3 separate regions of the Drosophila melanogaster genome follow, and regions 2 and 3 are each linked to region 1. The links are chromatin contacts, called in public Hi-C maps. All regions are on one chromosome and are shown on one strand. The core of a region is the stretch at or near the end of the contact, and the rest is flanking DNA. Distances in the headings are between cores, read along the strand shown.

Evidence for each region. A called contact is a pair of places that touch in the nucleus more often than the background predicts.
Region 2: a Hi-C map of the Kc167 cell line shows a contact between it and region 1, with 5 times the contacts expected there.
Region 3: a contact with region 1 is called in a Hi-C map of the Kc167 cell line, with 2.8 times the contacts expected there. A contact is called at or near these places in 3 of 107 Hi-C or Micro-C datasets (the Kc167 cell line, the S2 cell line and the Sg4 cell line).

What each region holds. Positions count from the first base shown.
Region 1 is chr3R:15,984,269-15,989,030 of dm6, forward strand. lncRNA:CR44133 (long non-coding RNA:CR44133) reads left to right here and starts at 1,913. Exons shown (of 2, transcript NR_074017.1): 1 at 1,913-2,519. srp (serpent) reads left to right here and starts at 1,884. Exons shown (of 8, transcript NM_001275690.1): 1 at 1,884-2,519.
Region 2 is chr3R:22,626,656-22,631,417 of dm6, forward strand. It overlaps lncRNA:CR43475 (long non-coding RNA:CR43475), which reads left to right and starts at 2,142. Exons shown (of 1, transcript NR_048466.1): 1 at 2,142-2,644. All of the region lies in intron 2 of loco (locomotion defects), which reads right to left. It also overlaps asRNA:CR43474.
Region 3 is chr3R:10,080,505-10,085,266 of dm6, forward strand. lncRNA:CR45054 (long non-coding RNA:CR45054) reads left to right here and starts at 2,877. Exons shown (of 2, transcript NR_125127.1): 1 at 2,877-3,348.

The sequences.
Region 1 (4,762 bases), core at 663-3,162:
TACTCCAAAACAATAATAATTCCTGCAGCAGTACGAGGGATTCGGTGCGTGGTACAGGATGGCCTTATCTCTGGCCCGTAGTAATGCCCGTCTTCCCCAGTTTCTTTATAATGGTCATTATTAAATTGTATTATAAGAGTCAGCTCAAACAAAACAAAAGCAAGTCCCGAGTTAAAGTCGGTGGCTGATAAGCTACGATTTTCCACTCGCTATATAACACTGCGAGAAAAAATATACCAGATCTTATACAGATTTCAAATATGAAATTCTGTACATGATTAAAGCTAAACGTAGCAGGATAGTTTAAATGAAATGTAGTAATAGTATCTAAAATAACATGATGACAAGATAATAGGTTATTAAAATAGGTTATTAATAGTATCTTACAATCTTTGCCTCTGCATTCTTCTCAGTGCATTCCCTTTTCTCTTACCCACTCACTTTGGCCTTTTATCTTCTGACCACAAGGCATCTTCCGGACTTTGCTACTGCTACTACTGATAGTCCAGCACCCGCACCCGCACCCTTGCATCCTTATCGCAATGTCTCCTCCTCGACTCCTCCCCGCATGGGTGACCCGCACCCTGTGGCCAGGGCCTCCTCCTCTCCCTACTGGCTGGGTCGGATCTTGGTCTGCCCGGCGAGGCGCCGACTTAAAGTTTTCCGCCAGGTTATTTACCTCCTTATCTCGCCAGCATTGTTTTCGCCTCGTCACCCGCTCCTTGCTTCTGATTCGTCTGGTTTTATCAATGTTTCTGTTTGCAATATGTTTGTTCTCAGCTTTTTGTTATTGTTTCTTGATTACTGGTTCTCTTATCACGACGCGTGACGTCATAAGAGCCGGCATTTTGCTATTAGATAGGAATATCTTTACATTTTTTTATCGTTTTTTTTTGGAAACGTGCTTGCTTTTTAGTTTTTTAAAATTACCAGACTCTTTGGCATTTCCCTGGTGGGAAATAAACTTCATCATAAACTTCATCGAAAGGGGGGGTGTGTAGGGAGAATAGTAGGAGTGCCATAGATAGGCAAGGTCGTCTGCCAGGCTTTGTTATCGGTTTGGTTTAATGTAGATCAGTCTCTATTTATTGAGCGCAAAAAAAATGTTATATCTTTCATAAACCATCTTTACTAAACCGGAAAATATCTTAGATATAAAAGAGAAAAGTGGGATTTATATTAGGAACTTATATTTTTGATTTAGAAAAAGATTAGTTTGGAAGAGCTTGTATCTTTGAGAAATAATTAGAAATTGGGTATTTACAGGATTGGATCTGGGGGAATTTATATATATTTTTTTTTAGTAAGTTGGTTAAAGATCCTTTCTCTACTGTTTGGTAAGCATTCGAAACAGGAACTTATGTACATTCCGCTATAGTGGCCAGATTCCGAATGCTGTCGTCACCAAATCAAATCTGGCCAAAGCAGGCCAGATGATAAGGACCTATGGCATATACTCACCAAGTCGGAGAGCGAGAGTTGCCCCGATAAGGATAGTCGCGCGACCGACGCGTGATGCAACTTAATCAAATCGTGTTTTGGTATCGCCCACCCTGCCTCTCGCTCTATCTGTGCCAGCGTCCTGCTCGCTCCCGTGTGGCGTCCATGCGGCGGAGATGGCGCCTGTGGGGCTGGCAATCGTGGAATCGGAATCGGGCCCGGCTCAGATAGCCATATCTTGGCGGCGTCCAATCAGCGGAACCGGCGACAGCCAAACTACGCCAAAGTACCGAGTACACGGCGCAATGAGTTCGACGGTTGCGTCGCCGATAATAAGTACAATCGTTACTTTGCTGTTGTTGCGTTTTTGAAAAGGTGATATGAAATGTGCTCTGATAAGTTTTAATCAAGAATATTTTACTCGCATTGCTTTGGGTGGCTCCCGGCCGAGTAGCATTTGAAAAGTTGTAGTAGTAGGTCGGAGCTCGGATGCGGGTCTGGTCGGGTCCACTCCCAACCGAACCCATCCCGTGCCATCCCATCCTATCGATTGCATCCGGCACACCGGTGCGGATTCGTGGGTCGTGTCCCGGCGATTATCACCGTGATCTGTTGGGCGTGAAACCGAAGAAAACCCTTTGAGCGTGGAAAAATGTGAGGAAAGTTGCGCCGGCGCAAGGGAAATCCTTCAAACGTGTGTTTAACCACAAAAGCGACGTGAGTTTAACCAACATAATCGACGGTTGGGCGCCCGGAAAAGCCACCACCCGCCTCCTCATCGTTCCCCGAAAGAGTTGTGATCCGTCGGCGTGACCTGTGTGACACTTTCATTTGCCGGGTTAACGCCCCCTCAAAGTCCGGACAGTATCGAAACCGAAAATTTAACGCTTGCTTAGCGCCTGAGATCGCCAGATGCCCAGATGTCCGCGGCTCGGTCATCATCGATGAAAACCACATGGGCCGAACGAACGCCCCTCATAATGAGCGCAACGGATCCGAGCACTCGATTCTGGACCTAGCCACAATGGATTTTCAATCGCTGTCGGAATATGCATGGGAATCTGGCCATGGACAACTTGGTAAGTTTCACCAGACGATTTGTTGGCCTTCGGGGGAAGTTGCTCTCAATTGTCTTAACTAACATAAATAATACTAATGGAATGTTGCATATGTGCTAAATGAAGCTACATATGTACATAAATAAATGTCACATAATGTTTAGTCACAACTCTTGGGAAGACATAGTGTACGTATTATTATGAGTCATTGTATTCATTTTTTGCAAACAGTCATGATTTTAATGAGTTTTAGGCTTAAAATGGTTTCTAAGAATAAATATTTCAGTTCAAGTCGCAGTAAGATTATTAAATGTTGTGGAATGCATCCAAGCAAAAAGTGTCTAAGAAAATTTAAGGAATTGAAAAGGGACCGACAGGGAAAAGTAGGGAAAATTATGTCGATTACGAGAAACCAGCATGACGATCAACGAACCCAAAAAGCACAAAACTCCGGATCCCGTCCAGCCAAGGGGTGGGGCATTGCCTTACAGCTCCAGGCAGTGGCACCCAGCAAGTGCCCATATGCGTGCCCGAGTATATATTTTATATATATGTATGTGTATATATATATAAATATATAAGGAGGTTGAAACGACTGAAAAACAAAATGCGAGTCCAAACGATGGGTCCCGTTCCATGGTACCGCTGCCGATCCACTTGGCCCTGCGGTCGTTGAGTTGTGGCGACGACAACAACGAGGCCTTATCAACATCGACTTGTATGTATATGTATAATATATGTATGTGGGGAAAAAATGAAAAGAAAAAATTATTCAAGAAAAATAAGCATTTAAGAAAAGAATTTCAAAACAAATGAAATAAATGTAGTGGGGCCTTATACTATGTACCCATAAATTCATTGCTATACACACATGACTTCCTGCCATAGGTCAGCCATATTGAAAATTAATTATACAAAAAAAATATATATATATATATATATTGTATAACCACACACATATTATAGTCAAGCGAATTGTCGTAGTTAACCGACAATTGCCTTTTGTTGTTCAGCCAGTGATTTTCCAGGGAAACCCTGGATGCATCCCACACAGCCATCCGACTCCCCTGACACGTGCATCTCCATAGCGAAATGCATCCGCAAACAAGTGGGATTTACTTTTGGGTGCCGCGGAGGAAACCGCGACAATAAACACCGCAAAAACAAAAAAACCAAAACCAAAACCAAACCGAGGACAAACAACCAACAATGACGGACAGTCACATACATTAAACATTAACAGAACAAGTAAAGTAAAAATTGTAGTATAAAAGAATTTTTGTGAAATTCCGAAACGCAAACAAACTGTACGGCAAACAACAATCCACCAAAGACAAGATACAAGATACAAGACACTCGTGTTTGTCTTAATCGTTAATTGCTCTGGCCACGTCCCTATCCCAGTCCCGATTTCAGTTCGAGTTCCAGTTCCAGTCCTCTGTGGTTGGCACACACATCCACAGAGTGCGCCAAACTCTAGGAAAAACCGCACCTACTCCATATAAACATAGAGCCACAAGCACTGCGGATGAGCTGTATCCGCGCGTGTCTCTTAACTGGGTCTTCAATGAGTACCTGTTGCTAGTGGCTTGGTTACCTGTCTGTCCGTCCAACTTCGTAATATAATGTGTGTTTGACAGGATATGCCCAGTCCCAGTCTCAGTCCCAGTTCTATTACCATTTCCAGTCCCTATTCCGATCCCAAACACCCAGACACCGTGCCCCGTCATCGCTCCGACTTGCATTGTTCTCCGCTGCGGAACTTTAATTACCCAACCTTACTTTCACTGTCCGCATAAAAATTAATGAGTTTAGGACTTGTCCGTTTAGCGTCCGCGTCTTCCATTCATAAATTTTGTTTCGGGGCTGGGAAATTCCCGTGTCCTGATTCATTTGCCATTCCTTTTTATGAATGGATATGCTCTATTTTTGGGATTGCTTCGGATCGGTTTTTAATGGGGGAATTCCATTTATCTGATTGGTAGTTTTCCGTATACCGCATTTGTTTATGCTAATTGCAAGCTATCCTACGGCTGTATAACTTGGACCCCGATAAAGTTCTTTAGTGTTTCCAAGGGCCTAAAAAAGGTTCATATGGATTGAATTATCTGGAAATAGTCATGTAGTTTAATACATACACTATTATTACATTCTGAACACAATTTTTTAAAAAATATTTATTAAGACTTTTTTCATTAATTTATAATAGAAGATATTTCAATATAATGCTTTCAAATAGTCTCCGCATTAGAGGCCCACCAACA
Region 2 (4,762 bases), core at 892-3,391, 6.6 Mb after region 1:
AGCAATGTTAAGTTTCGAGATTGCAGCAACAGAAATGTTACGAGCTGAATGTTAAGGAGAGTGCAGAGAGAGAGACTGAGTGACAGAGAAAATATTATTAATTAACATTAACTACCTCGATCGATAGGAAGTTATCTATAATTTTAAATAATTGTAAAGTAAAGTGCTAAGATAAAATTGCAAATCGTATATTTTAAATATCTTTTCAGCGAGAGAGAGAGAGAGAGAGAGCGCCAAAGAGAGTGATCTTTTGAACAGCTGCTTTAACAGTTTAGGGGAGGCAACAAAAACTGGATTTCGAAATTCGAATTCGACTGAGCGAGTGTGAGTATGTGTGCATGTGCGCTGCTTACTCATTTTCAATGGGAATGAGAATGCCTTTTGTTGTTTCTTTTAGTTTTTTTGGTGCCTGTTTCGTACGTTGCTCTTTGTTGTTAGTATTGTTATTGCTTTTGCCTATTTGCCTGACACCGGCTGCTGGAAATTGCTTTTGTTGTTTGCTTTGCTGCTTATGAATGAATCGCACACGCACATACAAATACAAGTTTGCACAGCTTGTTGTGGGTGTGCTCGCTCTCTGTCTGTTCCTCTCGCACGCCCCAAGTGACGCACATTTTTGTTGATTTTTCTTAATTAAATGTGGCTTTTTCAGCCTTTTGGCCAATTAATTAAGTTGCTTAGCGCATTTTCGTCGCATTTTACACGGCGTATATGTAATGCCCATTTAAGTATGCAATGCAAGGGGCTTAATGAGGCAAAAACATTTGTAGTTTTGCGAAACACATGCCGACGAGTAAATAAATTGCTCTAAAAATAGTCAAAGCACGCTGGCAAATAAATTAAGCGATCCGATCCCACCCCCTTCCACCATTCCATCCTTCCAGTGGTGTAAACAAAGAAAGTCCCAGACAACATTTGGAATAATTAAAATGCCAAGCAAAGGCAACTGGAATGCGGGCGGCCGCTGCTTTGTTGTTGTGCATTTGGTTGATAAATTAAGCAATTTGCAGATATACAAAAGTGTAGATCAACGAAGGAGGTGAGGAGGGCTCTGAAAAGAACGCGTGGAAGTCGACCCCCCATCAGCGTCCAATTTCCAGATCATGTGAGCACTGGAAAATTATTTTATTTTTCCTTTTCGCCGCGTGTGCGTTTTTTGTCTATAATTTCACAGTTATTTATGATTTGTTTAGCTAAAGGCCAGTGGGCAAAAAAATATAGGGAACTATAATTTCCCCCATTTTACGCACTTCGCACTGGTTTCCATCTGCGTTTTTGTGCGTAAATGAGCCAATTCCAGGCAATCCCATCTGTTCCGTTCCCAAATCCCCAATTGCAACAACAAACATCGTTTTACATTTGTGAATTACAGTGGAGCTTCTATAGGAACATTTTTCAATTTTACAGAAACTGATATTCATTTAAATTTTCAAAGAAACTAAGTTAATTTTGGATAGTTCTGGAAAGTTAGTTGCTGTCTTTTTCCATTGTCAATTGATTCCAATTTCCCAGTTACGGTAGGTTTGCCTGCATCGCTTTTTTGAACAATTGTGCACATTAAATTAAATATCCGGCATGCTGCTTGTTTTTCCTGCTTCTTTTTGTTTGCGTTAATTTTATGGAAGATAATGCGGGTCATATGCGTTCTGTTCAGAAAACTCCAGGCGGAAGATACATATACAATATGTATTTAAAATTTAAGTACAGGAATCGTACGGATATGTGAATGGAATTTTTACAATGCCCACAGACGGCGATTAACGACTACTTTTGTGCGGCCCAAAGTGTGGGCAATGCGATGGGAATATTTACTTAATTTCTTTATTGATCAATGGAAATGGTTTATATCGGCGTGGGCCACTTTCCCACTTGGCAACCGAGGATCCAAGTGATGACCCATGAGCACCATTGAAAAGTGAAATGCGGCACGCGACGCCCATGCAAATGTGATAATTAGAAAGTCATTATGGCTGGCAATCGTTGGCCATCTAATACCAATGGGTGACATCTTCGCTTGAGGTGATACATTGCATACACACATAGAAAAAGTACTTCCTAAAAGGGAAATCTAAGCAGTAAAAGTGAATCTAATCATTTCGAAACACGAACAATTCAGATTATTACCTGTATATTAAAAATTATCAAACGAACTATAATATAAAATCGCATCTACACATCTATTGATTCTACGTCTCGAATTCTCTTCCTAATTCCGAACCCTGAATTTGCGCAGAATTTAATGCTGATCGATTTGTGGCATTACAAACAGCTAATTTATATGGACCAATAAACTATTACTAAATGGCGTAATCCAATTTGGCGTACATCTAGAATGCAACGCAGGGTAAACACCACGAAGCTGACGAGTTCAAAGATCATTCGGGGATCATTCTTGGGCTGGGGTATTCGCTGGAAGCCAGGTGCCGCCATACGGACAACCATCAACGGATTTTACGGACACGCATTAATGGCCATTGATTGACGACGACTCGAGCGTAAATAAACAGCTTCCAGTGAAAAAATTATGAAGAGTTTTTGGCGTAAACAAATTTGGAACTAAAATCATATCGGAACGGAATCGAATCGAATCGAAACGAGGCGAATCACATTGGCGCCAGCTGGCGAAGTACACTCAACAAATTTTAGGGGGCATGTGTTTGAAAATATTTAAATCATATTTAGTTTTTCGTGAAATAAAAATGTATTTTAATTTTCATTTTAAATTTGTATTCTAAAATTTTTAATTATCTATTCAGTCTTGACCTACTACTTGCATTGCCGTCTTATTATTGACGCTTTAGATGATAGATTTTAATAATTTCGTAAATATTGTTGAGTGTACTCCCAGGCGCGATTAATCCCACTTGGGTTGTGAATGGAATCTAGAAGTGACTCACTCGCATGACGTTGGTGGTGTCGCGCAGCGGAGGCGGCTTGCTGAAGTCCATCTGCTGCACTGCATCCGGATCGCTGAGGGATCTGCGCAGCGTGGTCACCGATGCGCGCTTGGAGTGAAAGGAGCCGCGCAGGAAACGAGCAAATTCGCAGGCGGCATTCTTTCCCACACGACAAACTGCCCGTGGAGGCGTGACCTTGAAGCTGGGCAGGAGTGGAGCGTGCATCTCGAAGGAAGAGTCCGGAGAGAGATTGCGGCTATTGGAGCTGCCCGACTGTGAAGTGAGATTGGAGCTGGCCGAGCTGATGCCGTCGTCGTGCTCCTCCTCGTCCTCGGAGCTGGTGGGTACTTCTCCGCCAGATGCAGCCAGTGGACTACAGCCCAGTTGCTCCTCCACCCGATCCCTGGTCACTCTGATCAGCACTGGGGAATCGGCGCGATTATCCTCCATCTCTGGCTCACTGAGTTTTCGGTTGCCACTCCGTCTTTTGGTGGCCGAACTGAAGAACTGCAGCACGCGGGAGGCACTGCGGCAACTGCGTCGTTCCGCCTGGACACGTGCCATGGCCATGGGTGGTGGCATCAGGTCCTCTGCCTCTGCGCATTTCCTAGGCAATGGATTCACCAACACTTTCTCCTCCTGCACGGTCTCCGGTGCAATTGTTATTTGCGGTGAGGCACTGCGTCTGCCACTGGCACTTTGATAAAACTCCTTGGCCTTGCGGCATATGTATGGTGAGCTAATCTTGGACTTGACCTTCGGTGTGCTGGCCTGTCGCTCTTCGAAGTCCTGCACAAACCGGGTCAACTGTTCGCGATCCAGCTCCGTGAGGCAGCGATGCCTGACATGTTTGGGCGTGGAACCGGCCGAGGATCCAGGATGAATCCGCTTGATCTCGAAGCTGCTGTCAAAGGTGCCGGAATCATTCAGTTGGCTCAGCGACTGGACAAACCGTTCCACCATGCTGGCGATGGTTGGTTCCTGCTTGCTTGCGATGGGTATTCTGGAGCAAGTGCCTCGAGTGGTATTTGTATTGTTCATGACGCGCACTTGCCTAAATGGGTTCAATTCAATTTGATTATTACTTGCACTTTAAAAGCTTGTGGCAATTAAAAACGCAAAGTTTTCTTTTTGTGGGAAGGGAGATGGTACTCCCAAATTGTTTCGATTTTAGCCACGTTCACGCTGCTCGACTGTTCGCGTACGACTGAATTTCCCCGGCCAACTGGCCAGCCGCCAAAGGTAAACTTTTCACGCAAAGTGGGGAAAAGCTATGCAAATTTCGAGAACGTATGTACGTATCTCTCTGGGACGCCTGCGCCCTCGAGACCTCGTAGACGACATGCGGACTTCTTCAAATGGTTGAGTAAGCACTTTTTTTTGTTATGGACTCTCCACGCTGTTTACTGCTTTCTTCAGACGTGCGATTCGCATGTGGAATACCTAAAGACTGACGGAAATTGTCACTGGTCAATGTATGTATCTGACGACTGTGAATCGAGTGGATCCATTGGTGGGTGCGTCACCCATGTTGGCCCATAAGGAGATGCCAGTGGGTTTACGCAATCGAAGAGTGTGCGTTTATATAGACTTCGAACCATATAATCCAAACAAAAGTTATAAAGAACGAAAAATGTTTTTATTATATTTATCGCTCGAATATATAGAACACAACTTATGCGGCGCCCACAAAGAGCACTCTTTACGTGCCTTCCTCTATCAGGCATCTGGCAATGCTAACCTGACTAAAGTCAACAACAAATCTCCTTATCAATATTGGGGTATCAAAATAGCTTCGAAATTCTCGTGTAAACAGTTGAAAGAAAAGTGTGACTGCGCAATATGAGCCAAGAACTTAATAGCTC
Region 3 (4,762 bases), core at 1,627-4,126, 5.9 Mb before region 1:
GAAATGGGACTAGGAATGAAAATGGAAATGGAAGTGGGTATGAAACCGTGAGTCATTTGGCACACTTGTCCGTCCAGTGCAACGACCAACATATGCTGCCCATTAGCTTTACAGTTGCATAAAAGCCAGAGGGGCTCTCATTTTTCTGTTTCCCGTTTCTGTTTCTGTGTTCCTGCTGCAATAGGCGAAACATGAAAGCGAAATTTCTGGCACATATTTCACAAACATCGACTGCAGACAACGCGTCGCAAGTAGCGATGAATCATTTGCCCTCTATATACTGGTGTACAGCCAATTCACCACCCTCACACAGCTGCACTTTTGCAAAAGCTCTCTCTTTTGCTCACTGTTCCATTCCACGGCGTTTCACACGCATACACACACACAAGCAGAATGAATCCTTGTAGCATATATTTCAAGTTCACTGTCAAGGTCACCTACTACAGTCATGCGCTGAAAAAAAGGGGAAGGGTAAGGGCGCTTGTTGCAGCAGCAGCAATAGCAGAAGCAAAATCGACAGAATCAGCAGCTACCTACACAGTGCTGGCGAAATGTTGCCCTCCCACTCTGCCACAGTTTTCCCCAAAGTATACACATTCTATAATAGATGCGCTCTAAGCTCGGTCCGCACAGCAAGCACTATTAGGAAATGTATATTTTCGCAGGGGATATAAATACTTTTGTTCGTTTAAAAATGGTTTACAGGCCAGCAACTGATTTCGAGCAACATTGAGCACAGCCCAGGATTATTTTTAAAAGCAAATGACATTTTGGCCATACTCGATTATCTTTTTCCTATTTAACATTTTTTTTTTAAGTTTTTCTTGAGTTTAGTCGATTTAAAACTCAGGAAAGCAACATTTGAATTTTCCGAAAAGTAATTTTAAAAAGGATCATAAGAATTTAATTAATAAAAATAAAGTAAAGTAAAAATCAGGTACTTTTCATAATAAATTTCTAATGTTCATTAACAAATGTTAAAACAACAACTTTTTTATTTCAATCCCGTTAGGTATTCTGTATGTACTCTTAAATATGTAGACCCTTTCTAATTTTCTTTGACAACTTCTATTCGTAACTAAATTCACTCGTAATCCGTAATGAAATTTTGTTCATTTCCCCACAGTGTCAGCGATAGAAAAGTTTCCAACGCTTTCGCAGAGTAAACTGGGCGCTAACAGTTGGCGGTAACTGTGTTTGTGGAAGTGCAAGCCATGGCTGTGTGTGTATCGGGCGAGTGGTTATATATTTGTATATGGGGTATATATGTACCACCATATAAGCTTCGGAGTGCGCCAGTGCAGTCGCATGTGTGTATTTGTATCCGTATCTGTAGCTGCATTGGTATAGCCCGACATGCACTAACATCTGTTGCATATATCCGATGATATAGATACAGATATGTACATGAATCGCCAGAAATATATTTACCTGAAAATATGCGACCGTTACAAAGTGCCTAGGTATGCAAGAGTTGCACTTAGCGCATTTAATTAAATTAAACAATTAAACAAACATGGCGGGCAGTGTTCTCTCGGTCTCTCGCAAAACCAACACATACACCAGCGGCCCCAAACAAATTCAATTAAGAAATTAAAATCGAATTGCCAGCTTGTTTGTGCTACTAGAAGAGAGAACCATGGGTGAGCAAAAGAGATGACTGCAGCAGGCGAGAAAGAGACGAAACCACACCCTGTGTGGGGATGCAGATTTGGGGGGCTGGCTTAGCCGGTGGAAAATTGCAGCAGACACACATTTGTCAATCGAAATCGAAATCACATGCACAAAGTACATATGTATGTATGTACATAGGTATTAGAAGGTCCCACCCACGTCAGAAATACATATGACAGCAAATATCCGTACACTTTGCAGGGCCAGTAAGCCAAGTAATTATTGTATTTCCCTCCTATCACTACGAGCATTTTGTGTTGCAAGCGGCAGTTAGTCAATAAATGCGCTAATTATATACAATACATTTCGCTGCCCAGGCCCAGAACACGAACCGAAAAGCCCAGAACCAGTAGATACACAGCGCACTCAGTGCATCCATATACAGTGGGCAACCTTGGGGGAGAATCTTTACAAACAATTTTTGTTGCAATCAATATTAATAAGGTGTTATCCAATCTAGGTGGGAATTATAAGGATCTGCAAATTTCTTATTTTTTGTCATAACTCTAATCTTCCTATTGGGTAAAGATCATTTTTAAGTACCACATGCAATGGTACAGTAACCCTGCCGCTCATGACCAGCTTTAGCGAGGGACCACTGTACCAGTGCGGCAGTAAGCGAGGCGCGTCAGGGCAGACTGCACAACTTAAACTACAAGTACATGCCAAGAAAGGCAAAAAGGGATGCCGTTGGGGAAGGGGTTGGGCCAGAGGGAGACGGCGATAGAGAGGGCGAGTGAGAAAGCGAAAGGGGATCAGATGAGGAATACCTGCCTATGTGTGTGTTACTGCGAGAGAGCTGCTTACTTGCACTTACACTACCACCACTTCAGGCTGTGCTCTCTCCTCACTTTATTACATAACATCCTTGAACTTGAGCTGAGCTTGTCAGAGTTTCCTTTTCAAATGCAATATGTATGCAAGTACATATATCTGTGCATTTTAATTCTGGCAGCAGGACGCGCAGCTCCTTTCAATACATACATACATATGTACGTTGCTTTCTTCTAGTCCCCATTCTTCTCTTCTCCCACACTTTGACCACTTCGTTTCTTCTCTCTTCGCTTCGGAAGCTTTCGGGCTTTAGCGGCGACAACGACAGCTCTGTCATTTTCTGCTGGGCTGCGCGTTGGCATTGAAAGTGTGGCAGGCGAGCTGCCAACAACGCTCCATTCCTAGAAAATTCCCAATCGGAAGCAGAAGAATTCTGAACACAGCAAAAAGTACTGCATATAATACCCACCTCAAAAAAAACAATCCCTACATTATTTGTTACAAATTAGACACGCAAATGACATCAACAGCGAAATTGAATCCGTTAAAAACCAACCCATTCAAAATGGAAAAGCAAATACAATGCAAAATAATTGGAAATTAATTGTGCCCAATTCTACGTGAAGTGCGTGTCATATCACAAAAAATCGAAGATAAACACACGAATTGGTAATTACGCCAAACATAAATTAAATCCTTTTAAGTGCATTCTATTGTGTGATTACAAAAACTAGGAAGTAAATAACGAAATTGATATAAGAATGCAAGCGCATTTCACAACTATTTTAAATACGTGCCTCAAACAAGTGAGTTTTTACATGAAGATACAAGAATTAAAAAGCAATTAGAAGAAGTCGGTGAAGCAATAAATTAATAAAATATCAATTGGGATCATCAAAGGTGAGCATTGTTTTACAAAGTATTTAAAACAGTCAGCCATTTCGTCATCCATTTTTCACTTACTATATAAACTGCATACATTTGTGATTTTATTTTGTTTAGAAATAGTTTTTTGTTTCCTTTTATTATCAGTATCTAAAGTTCTAAAGAACCAAATCATTCCAAACCCAGTTAAAAATGTCCATGTACTCTTATTCCTTGTTCGAACTTTGAAAGCTCTGTAAAGCTTTTCGGTAGGATCAAGGGATGAGGATCTCACAGTCCCCCCGAACCCTTGAAATTGTTTTTCAGCCTTTTGTTTTGTTTTGCTTCGGCTAGAAAAAGCGTCGCAATAAAAACAGGAATTCGCAAAAAGCAAAAGTGAGTTGCAAACACAGATAAAAGTGCGCAGATACAGATACATTTTAGGGATGAGAAATGAGGGGAGGAGAATAATGAATGAAAGAATGGTGGAGAGTGGAGCAAGAGCTGGCGAGAGAGCCAAGCCAGTTTGAAGGCCACTGCGAAGAGAATCACATGTGCCTTTCGGGTTTTCGATGAGGGGCAGTGTGGGGCAGTAGGGCAAAAGTAGAAGGCCCAAGAAACAGGAACAGGAAGAATCGAAAAAACTTGACGAAACATCACACTGTGTGAGAGAGAGAGGGCAGAGAGTGTTCTGCCAGTAGATAGAAACTCTGTCGACGTCGACGACGACGCTGGCAGAGGCTGCGCCGCGGCAGAGGCGAGAACTTTCACAAAAAAGCGGCGACATTGAACAGCGGTGCCTTCAACCGATCGCATTTGTTGCCTGTGCACCCAAGCACAATTCAATAAATAATTCATAAAGATAATCAAAAACCCAAATATAAAACTTAAAGAATTAAAGTTCGCCTGAGAATTAAGTTTGCTTCGTGTCCGAAAAGTGACGCATTAATATCTTGTCGGAAAATCCGTTTTTCTGCCCTGAGAAAATCCGAACAAAGTGCATGTTGGAAAAACAAAAAGTATCGGCAAACACAGACACAAAAAGAAATGTGGCAAAAAACAACAGAATGTGAGTAAACTGAATTGCGTCGTAGTTAACATTTTTTCGACGGCGTCATCAAAGGCAATTCGCCACCCCCGTCGCGTCCCCCTCACCCACCGCTTTCCGTGATTGTGGAAAATACAGTCAACAATTGCTAAAAGCTAAGTTTTAATAACAGGGGCGCGCCGAAAAGGGGATGGGTAGTTTAGAATGCGTAGTACCCATTTAAAACAGCATTAGGTACTTAATTTTGTTGCAACGTAAGCCAGTGTTTTTCAATCTAGGCATTTATTAGAAATATGTCTATATTCTTTAAAGAATAATCGCTAACCCCGACTGGCAAAAAACACGCATACGCCCCTGTTTGCAAAAATTCTCTCTCTTTCAGACACACACACACACACACAC